2 separate regions of the Hordeum vulgare genome follow, and region 1 is linked to region 2. The links are chromatin contacts, called in public Hi-C maps. All regions are on one chromosome and are shown on one strand. Each heading gives the region's core, a stretch centred on a gene start, on an enhancer-like site or on the middle of the called end of the contact. The rest is flanking DNA. Distances are from core to core; before and after follow the strand shown. Region 1 has its middle 18 kb from the start of LOC123430216. Region 2 has its middle 68 kb from the start of LOC123426560.

Evidence for each region. Hi-C and Micro-C count contacts between places; a contact is called where the count stands out from the background.
Region 1: a contact with region 2 is called in a Hi-C map of leaf, with 2.9 times the contacts expected there. The contact joins two enhancer-like sites. A contact is called at or near these places in 2 of 6 Hi-C or Micro-C datasets (leaf and seedling) and 1 of 1 datasets of contacts at active chromatin or transcription factors (embryo).

The regions. Positions count from the first base shown.
Region 1 is chr2H:437,739,901-437,747,018 of MorexV3_pseudomolecules_assembly, reverse strand. It overlaps the pseudogene LOC123426561. Among protein-coding and RNA genes, the nearest start is that of LOC123430216, 18 kb to the left of the region's middle. Within about 2 kb of position 1,913, at least 2 of the 3 cell types and tissues checked have open chromatin away from gene starts, as enhancers often do. A contact at or near this core is called in leaf, where this site is marked.
Region 2 is chr2H:437,572,686-437,580,036 of MorexV3_pseudomolecules_assembly, reverse strand. No RefSeq gene overlaps it. Among protein-coding and RNA genes, the nearest start is that of LOC123426560, 68 kb to the left of the region's middle. Within about 2 kb of position 2,231, at least 3 of the 3 cell types and tissues checked have open chromatin away from gene starts, as enhancers often do. A contact at or near this core is called in leaf, where this site is marked.

The DNA of each region.
Region 1 (7,118 bases), core at 664-3,163, 170 kb before region 2:
GAAGTTGAAGCAGCAAACATTTGCGGACTTGGAGAAGTACTGCCCTTCCCATTGCATCCTTGCTACCAACACATCTACAATTGATCTTAATCTAATTGGAGAGAAAACAAAGTCCCAAGACCGTATTGTTGGTGCACACTTCTTTTGGTAATGCAGCGTATATTGATTGATGTACAGTAATTCTGGATGTACATCCATTAATTGATTGCACTACGTATGCAGTCCTGCGCATGTGATGCCACTCCTGGAAATAGTTCGTACCCAGCACACTTCAGCACAGGTTGTTGTTGACTTGCTGGATGTCGGGAAGAGGATCAAGAAGACACCAATAGTGGTTGGGAATTGCACTGGTTTCGCAGTCAACAGGATGTTCTTTCCTTACACCCAGTCAGCACTCCTGCTTGTTGATTATGTTATGAATGTTTACAAGATTGATCGTGCATGTACCAAATTTGGAATGCCCATGGGTCCATTCAGGTCAGATAAACAATTCTGTATCGTTTTCCTGAATATATATACGCTCCTACGACATTCTTAACATTTTGTATGATAGTTTCTGAGTGATGCCAGATGGACTCAGTCTAGCTGCTAACTATTTTATGTATATATATGCAGGCTTGCTGATCTTGTTGGTTTTGGTGTTGCTGTGGCTACTGGTATGCAGTACCTTGAAAATTTTCTGGACAGAGTCTACAAGTCCATGCTAATCCCTATTATGATGGAGGACAAAAGAGCAGGTAAAATTTATCAAACAACACCAGTATATCATGCATATTTGTTCTTTTGCAGTTAATGTTTGTACATTGTACTGGTTTCTGAAATGTGTTACCATGATTGACCAACCATTCATGTAGGCGAAGGCAGTCGGAAGGTATTTTACAAGTACGAGGATAAGAGGAAGGCAACTCCTGATCCTGAAATTATGACGTATATTCAGAAATCTAGGAGCATGGCAGGAGTCACTCCAGACGCTGAGGTTTGGTTTGGTTCATCTTTTGATTTTTGGCTAATATCTGTTGTATTTTCTTGCAAAATAAACAAGTTGCTCTAGTGCTAAAACTTCCTGCATAAACATGTCAGTTGATGAAGCTAAGTGACAAGGACATAGTTGAGATGGTGTTCTTCCCGGTCATAAACGAAGCGTGTCGTGTCCTTGATGAGGGCATTGCAGTAAAGGCGTCGGATCTTGACATCGCCTCAATCTTTGGCATGGGATTCCCACCTTACAGGTGCCTCTCACTATGAACCCTACAGGTCCTATTGTAGAGATTTACTAGCAACTACTTACTTGCCTGTGGTGTAAAATATTGCAGGGGAGGGGTCATGTTGTGGGGAGATTCCATCGGTGCAAAATACATCCACGAAAAGTTGCAGCTGTGGGCGAAGCGGTACGACAGCTTCTTCGAGCCTTGCTCCTACCTCGCCGAAAGAGCGGCGAAAGGGATTCCTCTGGTGAGCACGAGTGCCATTTCGTTTCAGCTGAAAACTTTAATGCCCATTTTCCCCACTAAAGTGTCGTAGTTTCTATTTGTTTCAGCCAGAATGAGAGCCAATTTTAGATCGCCAATTAATTCTTGTTCTGATATAGTGAAATGTGATACATTTGTATAATGTTGCTTTTCATGTGCAGAGTGCACCGGCAGCAAGTCAGGTCAAGGCACGACTATAGATGGTGGTAGGTCCGGTGTTTCTGTCAGCTGAAGGAATTATGTCACCGAGTAATAATGCACGATGAAGGTGGTGATTAGTGGAAGGAGCTGAATAATAATAACAACACGTGAGCTGTATATTAGGACGCACAGGAAAACGTAATCAATTGTGGTTGGACCCTTGAATGAGGTTTATGTAATATGTGCAATTGATTTTTACTATTTTTTTGTTACACCCCGAATCCGTCCTGAAACAGTGTGAATGTCTAAACCTGAATTTCTGGAACAGAGTGTGCTCAATGTGCTGGTATGCTGAATCTGAACTACACAACCTGAACCTGAACTCCCTTTTTCTTAGTCATTCTCGCAAAGCTTTATCCATCCAGCCATGATGTTTATACAGGAACTAACGTAGGATCAGAAGTATGGCCTAAACAGACATGGCGGCCAATACCAAGAGAGAGAGATTTGCGACGAGGTTGTGAGCTTCAGAATTAAAGTTTCTAAGCTCATGAGTAAAGCTACATGAAGAACATATCCCTTTGCATTGAGACCTAGCCAGTTTTCTCTTGACCTGACCTTTTTGGCCGATCAATGCAGCTCCAGTCAGAAGGTGGAGCGTGATTATGAATGTGAAGCCGCAGAACATACCCCCACCGTCTTTATTTACTTTACATATTAGTTTTTCCACAAGAGTTTGATCAAGTTTATAGAAACAACATGAACATTTACAATAACAAATCTAATGGTACTGATTTAACATTGTACCATGTTAATAACTTTTTCTATAAAGTCGATCAAAGTTCATAAAATTTAATTGAAGGCAAAGCTAAATAGATCTATACCTAATAATAAAGCGGCTATTGCTTCCGTCGAAAAACCCACCGCGGCATTTTTATAAAAAAGCCCCTGTATTTTTTGTTATTCAACCCGCGCTCCATCATTCATCTGCAACGCAAAAGGAAAAAATGATTCGCTGCAAAAATTATACCCGTACGCATCGCCTCCTCCCGTCGACCCTGGGGCACCCTGGCCTGTGCCCGTCGCCACACCACTCGCCGCCGCGGCCGACCTCAACCGCCACCGCTGCCGATCTCAACCCACCCGCCTCCACGGCCGTACCTCTCCCCGCTCACTGCCCCCATTGCGGCGCTCGAGCGCATCACGTCGACCCTGGTCCACCCTGGCCTGTGCCCAGGCCGCTGCCACACCAATCGTCGCCGCGGCCGACCTCAACCACCACTGCTGTCGATCTCAACCCACCCGCCTCCCCGGCCGTACCTCTGCCCGCTTGCTGCCCCCGTTTCGGCGCTCGAGCACAACTTCCGATCAAATCAACGCGACAACTACAGTGACTGGGGATGATGCGTCTGCTCGATGCAGAACGGCGGTGGCGCGCGGATAAGGCATGGCGGAGCGAAGTACTTGCAGGTGGAGGCGGGCCTTCATGGCTCACACGGGGAACTCCGAGGTTATGGCGCGGCAACGGCGACTCCTTATGGCCAGATAGAGGCGCCTAACCCTTTCTCCCCTCATCGTATCCCCTCCTCCGGCAGGAACTCATCATCTGATGAGATCCCCTTCCCATGCCTCCAGCCGTGTGCCAAGCATGTGGTATTTTTTTTTCTTACGCTGCAACGCACGGGCCCTTTTGCTAGTGTTGTCAATATTAAAATAAACATGACAATCAAAATACTCATACATGATAATTACTCCATGCATTGTTTAGTATCATATAACTAAACTAAAATTGATAATTTTCATCATGCTCATGCAAATATAAATTGGCACATATTCCTAATTTGGTTTCACTACGAGCATATATTCTATGCCTTGATAGTAATAATACAAATAAAGAAAATCATCGTGCTTCACTCGGTTATGCTACGCGTGGTCATATCACTACACGCTGATAGTAATAATACGAGTGAAGTGAAACTTAATCAAAATACCCATGTCACTAGTCCCTCATATAAAACTAGTGTACCAACATAAGTGTTAGAATCATATTATACCGTTAAAGTGCATATGCATATATGCAATGGAAATGTGACACACTTATAAATTGACATATGCTTCGAGTTTGGTTACACCACAAATATATACTCAGTACTTTACTGGTGATAATACAAGCAATAATAAATTACTAAACTCCTCTTGGTGAGGCTACACATGGGCACAATGTTGATACATGATGATAGTACTAATACAAGTGAAACCAAACTTTATAAAATATTCTCATAAATCTGAAATCTAAGATCACATAAATATTTAACTAGTTCTATATGATATAGTTAAGAACTAGTATGGTTAAGGTGCATGGAGGCAATCAACTTTCATGTCAAAAAGATAATCCCATATAAATTGAAATCAAATCATGAGCTCTATATACAAATGCATGTATAAAACCAGCTTATATGTTATAAGATAACCTCATATAGATCAATATTAAACCATGCACTCCCCTCATATAGGTGCATATGCCCATAAAATTAAATGATAACTAGGATCATAGCCTATGTTACTTGCACTAAACATCACTTAGTGCATCATCAATTTCCATATAGCCTCCTCATATGTGGTTTCACAAAATATATCTGTTATCATAAAGTGAACACATATTCCCTAAATTCCACGCATTCATACAGGAATCGAATGCACGATAAAATTAACTCGTAAAAAGAGTTATCCCCTATATTGCATATATGCCCATTAGCCAGGCTAGCTAACCATTAAATAGATCTTTGTATTAAAATATGCGATGGTTAAAGAGCTAGGCATGCACGTGCTATATGAACGAGCATTGTCAAATTATAAATGTTATGCAACACATATATTAGCATGGACGAACTTCAAGGCTTTCTGAGTACGCCAACATCGATGACAGCGAGGAGGATTTTGTTTCTACATTTTCTAGTTTTCTTTTATTTCTAAATTTTGTAGTACCCATAGGTTGTAATGCTATGTAATAGATATATGTTGGAATTCTTAATAAGGGGTTTTCTCCAAGGAGATGTAATTAACAGATCTTTTATGTAAATGTAAGAGTTGTGGAAATAAAGAACCTGCAATGTTTGATCTTCTTTTTATTGTATGCATTTATATTATGCGTTTTAAATATGTTCACTTTGTATCAATGACGTGGACGCGTGTTCTCACGCTTTGCCATTTTCCCGTCATCATGACCGTTGTCCAGTGTTCCACTCTTGGATCCCTTTGAAACCTTTCGGCCATACTTATGGCAAGGTTGACATATGGTCTTGTGCGCAATATCGCATACATAATAGAGCCTATGGCTGAAGCATAGGGAATGGCACTCATCTTCTCTCTATCCTCTATAGATGCTGGGCATTGAGTCTTAGTCAAATTCACACCTTGTAGGATAGGCAAAAAACCCTTCTTGGACGGATCCATTTTGAACTTCTTCAAAACCTTATCAAGGTATGTGCTTTGTGAAAGTTCAATTAAGCATCTCGATCTATCTCTATAGATCTTTATGCCTAATATGTAAGAAACTTTTTCGAGGTCTTTCATTGAAAAACTGTTGTTCAAATATATCTTTATGCTTTCCAAAAGTTCTATTTTGTTTCCAATCAACAATATGTCATCCACATATAATATTAGAAACACTATAGAGCTCCCACTCACTTTCTTGTAAATACAAGCTTCTCCATAAACTTGTATAAACCCAAACACTTTGATCACCTCATCAAAGCAAAGATTCCAACTCCGAGATGCTTGCACCAGTCCATGAATCGATGGCTCGACCTTGCATACTTTGTCAGCATTCTCTAGATCGTCAAAACCTTCTGGTCGCATCATATACAACTCTTCCTTAGGAAACCATTAAGGAACGTTGTTTTGACATCCATCTGCGAGATTCCATAATCGAGAAATGCAGTTATTGCTAACATGATTCTGACGGACTTAAGCATCCCTACGGGTGAGGAAGTGTCATCATAGTCAACTCCTTGAACTTGTGTAAACCCATTTGCAACAAGTCAAGATTTATAGACAGCTGCTACGGCGACAGAGATCTTCTGTCGTCTCTTGAGCTTGCATTGGTTTTTCCCTTGAAGAGGAAAGGGCGATGCAACACAGGAGCAGTAAGTATTTCCCTCAGTTTGACAACCAAGGTATCAATCTAGTAGGAGAATCTCGTCAAGTCCAGAGTACCTGCACAAACACAAAAGAGCTTGCACCCAACGCTATAAAGGGGTTGTCAATCCCTTCAAGATTGATTGCAAAGTGAGATCTGAAGGCGGAAAGTGCAACGAAGTAAAAGTGTAAGGCTGAAAATATGATGTGAAGTAGCCCCGGGGGCCATAGTGTTCACTAGAAGCTTCTCTCAAAATAGCAAATATCATGGTGGGTGAACAAATTACTGTCGAGCAATTGATAGAACCGCGCAAAGTCATGACGATATCTAAGGCAATGATCATACATATAGGCATCACGTCCGAGACAAGTAGACCGATACTTTCTGCATCTACTACTATTACTCCACACATCGACCGCTATCCAGCATGCATCTAGTGTATTGATTTCATGACGAACAGAGTAACGCCTTAAGCAAGATGACATGATGTAGAGGGATAAACTCAAACCAATGATGAAAACCCCATCTTTTTACCCTTGATGGCAACAACATGATGCGTGCCTCGCTACCCCTTCTGTCACTGGGTGAGGTCACCGCATGGTATGAACCCAAAATCAAGCACTTCTCCCATTGCAAGAATCATAGATCAAGCTGGCCAAACAAAACCCACAACTCGAAGAGAATTACAAGGATATGAAATCATGCATAAGAGATATCAGAAGAAACTCAAATAAGATTTATAGATAATCTGATCATAAATCCACAATTCATCAGATCTCGACAAACACACCGCAAAAGAAGATTACATCGGATAGATCTCCATGAAGATCATGGAGAACTTTGTATTGAAGATCCAAGAGAGAGAAGAAGCCATCTAGCTACTAGCTATGGACCCGTAGATCTGTGGTGAACTACTCACGCATCGTCGAAGAGGTCATGGTGTTGATGAATAAGCCCTCCGTATCTGAATCCCCCCTCCGGCAGGGCACCAGAACGTGCCCCAGATGGGATCTTGCGGAGACACAAGCTTGCGGCGGCGGAAAAGTACTTTCGATGATCTCTTGATTTTTTCTAGGACTTTAGGGAATATATAGGTGGAAAACCTACGGCATAGGTGGCCCAGGGAGCGCACAAGCCTGGGAGGCGCGGGCCTACCAAGCCGCGGCTAGGGGGCTTGTGGGGTCCCTGCTGGCCCCCTGCCCTGATTCTCAGGTTTCCCAATCTTCTTCTGTTTCGAAAAAAATCTTTTTGGAAGTTTCGTTCCGTTTGGACACCGTTTAAAATCCTCGTGTGAAAGGGGTCAAAACATGGAAAAAACAGGAACTGGCACTTGGCACTGAGTTAATAAGTTAGTCCCAAAAAAGATATAA
Region 2 (7,351 bases), core at 982-3,481:
GCATCCCAATGAGAGAGAAAAAATTATAACCTGGACAACTAAGGGGATCCAATGCATGAAGGATTCTTTTTCCCACCATCGGCCGCTAGAGGGGTAGGTGAAGCGAAGGACAATCCGCGACTTGACCAATGATGTTGAAAGGTACATAGATTTGACGCCACAAGAAAAAACTCGAATGAAACCAGCGCAACAACCTCTTTCATTAGGACTGATATCTTGTTAGTAGAAATATGGCTAGCTCTAATCAAGATGGAAAATAATCATGTCTCATGTAACTTCTAGACCATTGGATTTTACGTGAAGATTCGTGATGATTTTTTATTTGATTAATCAAATAGTGTACGAGTTTTTTTGTCCACATACACATATACGTCGCCTCTATAAATGTACACATGCACATATCTTAGCTCTACAAGCACCTCCAAAACTGTTAATTCTTATTGATGCGAAATAACAAATCCGTATATATCCATCATCAATATTTGCCTTACACGTTGTTTTCACTTGCATATTTTTTGTCTTGCACAGCTCTTCAAGTCACCAACCAACAACACAACAAGTCGAGAATCTTGTTTTGATTCTCTCCTGCATTATCTTCTTGAGCAGTGTTAGTTATACAGCTACGCAGACAATTTGGAACACCCGTACAATAGATGTAGGTCTTCAGTGAGTGTACGTGTTCTTGTTTCCTCCTAGCTATCTAGTCTAGCTAGTGGATGTAATGGCATGCAAAATACTCCCTCCGTTCTTAAATATAAGTTTTTTTAAAGGTTTAATTAAGTAACTACATACGGATGTATATAGATGTATTTTAGAATGTATATATATTCACTCATTTTTCTCCGTATGTAGTTTCCTAAAAAATCTATAAAATAATTTATATTTAGGAACGGAGGGAGTAGCTACGAAGCATCGACTATTAAAAATATGTGTATCGCCATGCAGTACTTTGTCGATATTCAATACATCAGATACGACTTTAATACAGATACTCTCAAAGTATCGCCTTTTTCAATTTTAAAATAAAATAAAATAATGGCGATACGGGTATCCTTGAAGTATCGCCGTCCAATATTGCTCATGCATTGATGTATCTTTGATCTGTTCATTTAGGTAGTGGACGTGTACTGTATCGATGTAGTAGTTGGATAAAAGTGCTTGCTAATGATGTTGTTTGTTGGATAAAATTACTTCTTGATGTTGTTAGCTTGCTTCTTGTTGATTTTTATGACGTAAAATTACTTCCTGATGTTGTTGCTGCCTCTTATTGCTAGAGAAGAAGATACAACTATAAAACATGGTATCCTTTAGCTTTCTTCATCATCATTTGAGCATATGTGTATTTTTTGCTGATTTCAATTATCGTCATGCTCATAGATGAAAGTTTCTATATATTTATCGTTATGAGAATAAGAATCTCAATGAGGATTATGCTTTTTATATCGTTATCAAGAAAAAGACTTTTAAAACGTTGAAAGAAGAGCAATACCCCCTTCATTATTTGGCTCACTCATACAATCCAAGTTTACTTTTTATATATGTCTGTCATTTGACAATCTCGAGTTCTTAACTTTAAAAAGTTTATTGTTACGTAGTTATATTAATAGGTATTACAATCTAAATTGAATTAGAGCAGTCTATGGTTGTGTTACTCCTTTGATGATAGTGAAACTTTTAAAATGAGAAACCAAAAGGTATGTAAGCAATTAGTCAACCAATAGAACGATATTTTGATTCCATCTCATATATTTTATTATGTTAGTTTTTTAAATTATGATGGCTTTTATTACATGTTATTTTATCATCATTTTTATATATTTACCGTATCGCCGTATTATTGTTTTTTAGAAATTGTTGTATCCTGTATCACCGTATCGATGCTTGGTAGCAAAATAGTATGCCCAAAAGTGCACACCATGCGACCATGCGAGTTCTTGGAGGAGAGTTGTGCAGCTCATGGAGGCCGGGGGAGTCGCTGCTTGCCGGCCACTAAGCTCCCTCTTCTGTTCCTCGGAGGAAACGGATATACCCTGGATCGACTAGCTTTTACACAGCCTGGTGCTTTACCGTTGACGCGGAAATGGACACGACGATGCCACGTTGCTGAGCACATATACGCCACGAGCGTCTTTCATGGCGCTAACGAAACGGTACAGTAGCCGGCCCTACAGCTGGACCTGGACCTGGACCGGATAGGCCTACTGCATCCACCGAGCTACTTGTTAGTTAGAAAGCTCACGTCGCGTTGTTGCTGCCGCCGGCGATGCGTCGTCGCGAGCTACGTACATACGTATGGTCTACGTGTCCGCCTTGGCGCCATGCTCTCGTTATCCGCCACCACTAGCGGGAATTATATTCTGGTATAGTAGTACCACGAGCTGAGCCACGACGATGATGGCATCTCGTGATCTTTTGTTCCTGCGAGTAGGTTTTGGGTCCGTAGATTCCTGAGAGTGACGGCTCTTGCATGATAAGCACGAGTACCAAGGGTCATGGTGCGGAGAAAAACCAAATCGTTTGATCCGCAACTGTGCATCCGTCCGGACCGTCTGTCCGGACAACGCGGTCATGTTCCACACCGTAATTTTTTTTATCGTAAATCAAAGATAAAAGTGAAGGAAATTTATAGAAGTCCGGATACGAAAAATCTCGCTATTCGACAACCGTCGTCATTGAAAACCCTTTTCGGATCCCACAACTCCATCCTCTTCATTTTCTCTCCTTTTTTTCTATTGCCTCCACCGCTCCATCACCCCGGACACCACGCCACACCCTCGCATCCCATCTTCGTCACCTTCGGCGCTCCAGCAGGGCTCCTCGCCACTTCTTCTACGTCTCCGTTCAACCCTTGTCCTCCCACCGCCCCGCTAGGTACCATCCTCTACTGCTATTGTTACCATGCTCTCGCAATTGTTCGATGAATCGCTGAAACAGTAAACAATTGTCCGTTCTTCATTTTCGCAATGGATTCTGATTTGGAATACATATACGAGCAGCATGTCGAGTCGTCCGATGGCTCGTCGGACAAGGAGTACTTTGATGAGAGGTGATGATCCAGGGGTCCTTGAAGACGTGGAGCGTGCGAAGGAGATGTTCTCAATTTCAAGGGTTCGATCAAGGGTCATCGAGTGCTCAACCGCAACAGGCACGTGCATTTGACACTCATGGCCGACTACTTTGCCCCCGATGGACTATTTGTTGATCATTTTCGTCGGTGTTTCCGGATGCATAAGATTATCTTCGATTGTTTGTACCATGTGTCTACTTCATCGTGAAGAAGGACGTCTTGGAACCGATTGGCTTCTCTCGTTACTAATACGTCTCCAACGTATTTATAATTTTTAATTGTTCCATGCTATTACGTTATCATTTTGGAACACTTTTTAGGAAATTATCTACCAAATTATATTATTTTTGAGCAATAACCTATTGACCTGTGAGTTGCTGTTTTCTGCATGTTTTTCTACTTTTCAGGTTTCAATACCAAATGAAATCCAATTGACCTGAAACTTTTTGTGATTTTTTTCTGGACCAAAACAAGACCGTTGAGCATCGGAAGAAGGCCGGAGGGCACACGAGGCCCCCACAAGCCATCAAGTTGAGGCCGGATGGCTTGTGGCCATCTCGTGGATCTCCCGACCCCGTTCTTTGGTCTATAAATTCTTATTTACCCTAAAACCTTCGGCGGAGGTCCCGAAACAGTTTTTACGCCATTGCAAGCTAGGTTCTGACAGAAGGCCATCCAGAGCTCCATTTCGGCACTCCGTGGAGGGTTGGGGGTCGATCATAGAGGGCTTCTTCATCAACTTTGCTGCCCTCATAATGATGTGTGAGTAGTTCACCACATACCTATGGGTCCATAGCAGTACCTAGATGGTCGTCTCTCCCTTTGATCTTCAATACAATGATCATCACATCTTCGCTTTGATTCATATGATGTAACTCTTTTATACGATGCGTTTGTTGGGGTCTGATGAATTGTGGGTTTATGTTCAGATTATTCATGATAAATATTTGAGTCTCCTCTGATATATAATATGATTCTTATGTGCATTATTATGATAGCTTCATAATTCTCTCTGATCTACTGAAATAGTTTGGCCAACTAGATTGATATTTCTTCGATGAGAGAGGTGCGTTGTAGTAGGTTAAACCTAGCGAGTTTCTATATCCCAATGACGGAAGGGGACAAGTTGCGTCTTTGTGTTGCTGCTACTAAGGGTAAAACGATGGGGTTTATTCATTTTGGTTGAGTTTACTTTGTCTACATTATGTCATCTTACTCCAAGCATTACTTCCTTTGTCATGAACTTAATATGTAGAGAGGCAAGCATAGAATTGCTCTTGAAGTGAAGTAATAGTGATAGGTGTAGTGAGGAGTCGGCCTATTTATTTATGGACATGATGCCTATATTTCCATGATCATTACCGTGAAAATCGCATAACTATTTGCTCTCATGTCAATTGCCCAACAGTAACTTTTTTACCCACCGTGTGCTATTTTCATGAGAGATGCCATTAGGGAAAGCTATGGCCCCGGGTCTATTCACAACATATTGCTACAACCTTCAACACCTTGCTGCCATTTATTTTCATTTATTTTATTTTTCATTTTACAATTATCTACAGTTATCTACACACCTCATTCGCTTGCAAATAACGAGACCAAGGGGATTGACAACCCTCTTGCCCGTGTTGGCTGCAAGTTGTTTGTTCTTTTGTGTGCAGCCGCTGAAGACGGTTGTGGTTGATATTCCTATTGGTTCGATAACCTTGGTTTCATGACCGAGGGAAATATTTACCCATTTTTTAATGCGATAACCTGTTCCTCTTCACGGAAAACCCAACGCAGATCATGAGTATCACGAAGGATTTCTAGCGCCTCTGCCGGGGAATATATTCACCAACTATCAAGTAACTCCACACAAAATTTCATTCAATTGTTCCTCTTTTTATTTGCTGGTATATTTAGTTTGTTGCATTAAAAAATGAAAAATACAAAAAATAATATCTTTGCTTGTTTAGCTTGTCACTAGTTTGCGTCTTTGCTCTCTACTTTACTTGCCTAGTTATGCTATCTTCATCTTTGTCACACACTAACAGAAAATGAAAAGCAAAAATAAAGATAAATGGATCCTCATCCCTAGCTAATCTTTTGAGAAGACCCTCTTATGTTGAAACAATTGCTAATGAGAGTGCATTAGATTATCTTTATGAGGTCTTGCTTGAAAATCATGAATCTAAAAATTGTGAAATTTACAAAGTGATTCATGATAGTTCCTTGACTGAAAAGCATGACTTCTATATGTTGAATTTTAATATGATCCTACATGTAATCATTATGAGAGAGGAAAATATGGTTATAGAAATTTTCATGTTACTCACTTACCTCTCTTGATATTCAAATTGTTAATGCTTCATTCTTCCTACTAGCTTATGCTAGACACTTCTTGTCTTGATAAATTGTTTGCTTATAAAATGCCTATGCATAGGAAGTATGTTAGACTTAAATGCTATTGTCACATGTTTTATGATGCTCTCTTTGTGATTCAGTTCTTTTCTTTTATGTGAGCATCATTGAAATTTTAAGCCTATCTTAATGGCTATAAAGAAAGAGCTTGTTGGGAGAAAACCCAATAGTTATAATTCATTCCTATTAGTGTGTGATAACATGATTATTTACTTTTAATAATTTGTGTTTTTATGTTTAATTTGTGTTTGTTCCAAGTAAAGCCTTTGGGATGATTTGCATGATGAGTAGAATTGATACGGTGCAAAAACAGAAATTTTGACGACCACTACACAACTTCTCTGATGTTATTGTAGCATCTTTTTAAGCTGAATATTTTACACAGTACTGATATACAAATTCCCGAGGTTGTCCTAAATTTTCAGATTTTTTGGAGTTACAGAAGTATGGAAATTAAATATATTACTACACAATATTCTGTTTTAAACAGATTCTATTTTTGCATGCATAGTTTGCTTGTTTTGATTATGCTATAGATTATATCGAGGGGTATAAGCCATGGAGGAGTAAGAATATAGTAACTAGTAAATAAAAATAAAAATCAATTTGTAGAAGCTCCTAAAAGTGTTTATTATGTTTCCTATATTAAGGGATCTCACGAAGTTTTGGTATGTTTTGTGTGATTAAAGTTTTCAAGTTTTGGGTATTATCTCGATGGACAAAGGAATGAGAAGTGGAAAGAGCCTAAGCTTCGGGATGACCAATGCACACCAAGGTGATATTCTATGAAGACTCAAGTGTCTAATATTGTTTGCTAGACACACCTTGTTAGAGAATATTTCTCCATATATGGTTTTGGTAATTGAAGACAATCCCTATGGACTAACGGTTGCATTGATTTATATTCGAAGGATTTTTCCATTGGCACTTCTTGAAGTCTATCTGTTGGTTTCAAGGAGATTATATGATGACCATGGTGGTATTCAAGGTATTATCCAAAGAATGGTCATAAGTACACAAGGTTGATCAAGACTAAAACAAAGAGTAAATCAAGATGATCAACACACAAAGCGTACAAGATGTACCGAGAGGTATCAAGTGATCCCATGGTATGGTAAGCATTGTCCATAATGCTTTTGTGTACTACCCCATGGCCTTCGTGAGAGTTTTATGCGGATTTATGTTTGTTTCCATGGGTCTGCGTCTAGAGGAAGATCTCATTCAACCCATGAAGGATGACATCAAGTGGTGATCGTCATCAAGATTGCGGTGTGAAAGTTCAACTAGAGCATCACGAAGATATCATGCTTGAAGATTTTTGTCCATTGTGGTGGCAATGGACTTGTGAAGATGTGCTGAAGAGTGGCTCACCCATAGTGAATATGGGGGAGCAATCAGCTAGTCTTCATCAAACAAACACAATCAAGAAAGCTGGTCCATCTTGAGGAAGCCAAGATCATCATCATCTAGCTCAAGAGGACTAGGTGCAAGGTATAGGTTTGCCCTTGATAGGTTTTTCTATTTTAGGATAGATTGTCGTACTGCCAAGGGGGCGCTCAAGTGAGTAGCTTGATTGTACCATTCGTTTAGGGCTCAAACCATTTGCATCCTTGCATCATATTTCTTGGTTCTTGTTTGGTGTTTCTCTTTGTGAGTATTAGAGCTTATGGTCATCTTCATGATGAGCTCGAGTTCATCAAAAACGGGGTCCATATGCATCTTCTATGATGTTTTTGATGTTGGAAGTTTTTGTCGGTTCTTCATTCATAGAGGTCTCACATCTCTATATCATTGGCATTTTCATAACTACATGTTCTTAAGATTTCGAGTCAATGTTGGATAGCCCTTGTCGTCTTAAATCCAACAAGCTTGATATTGCTA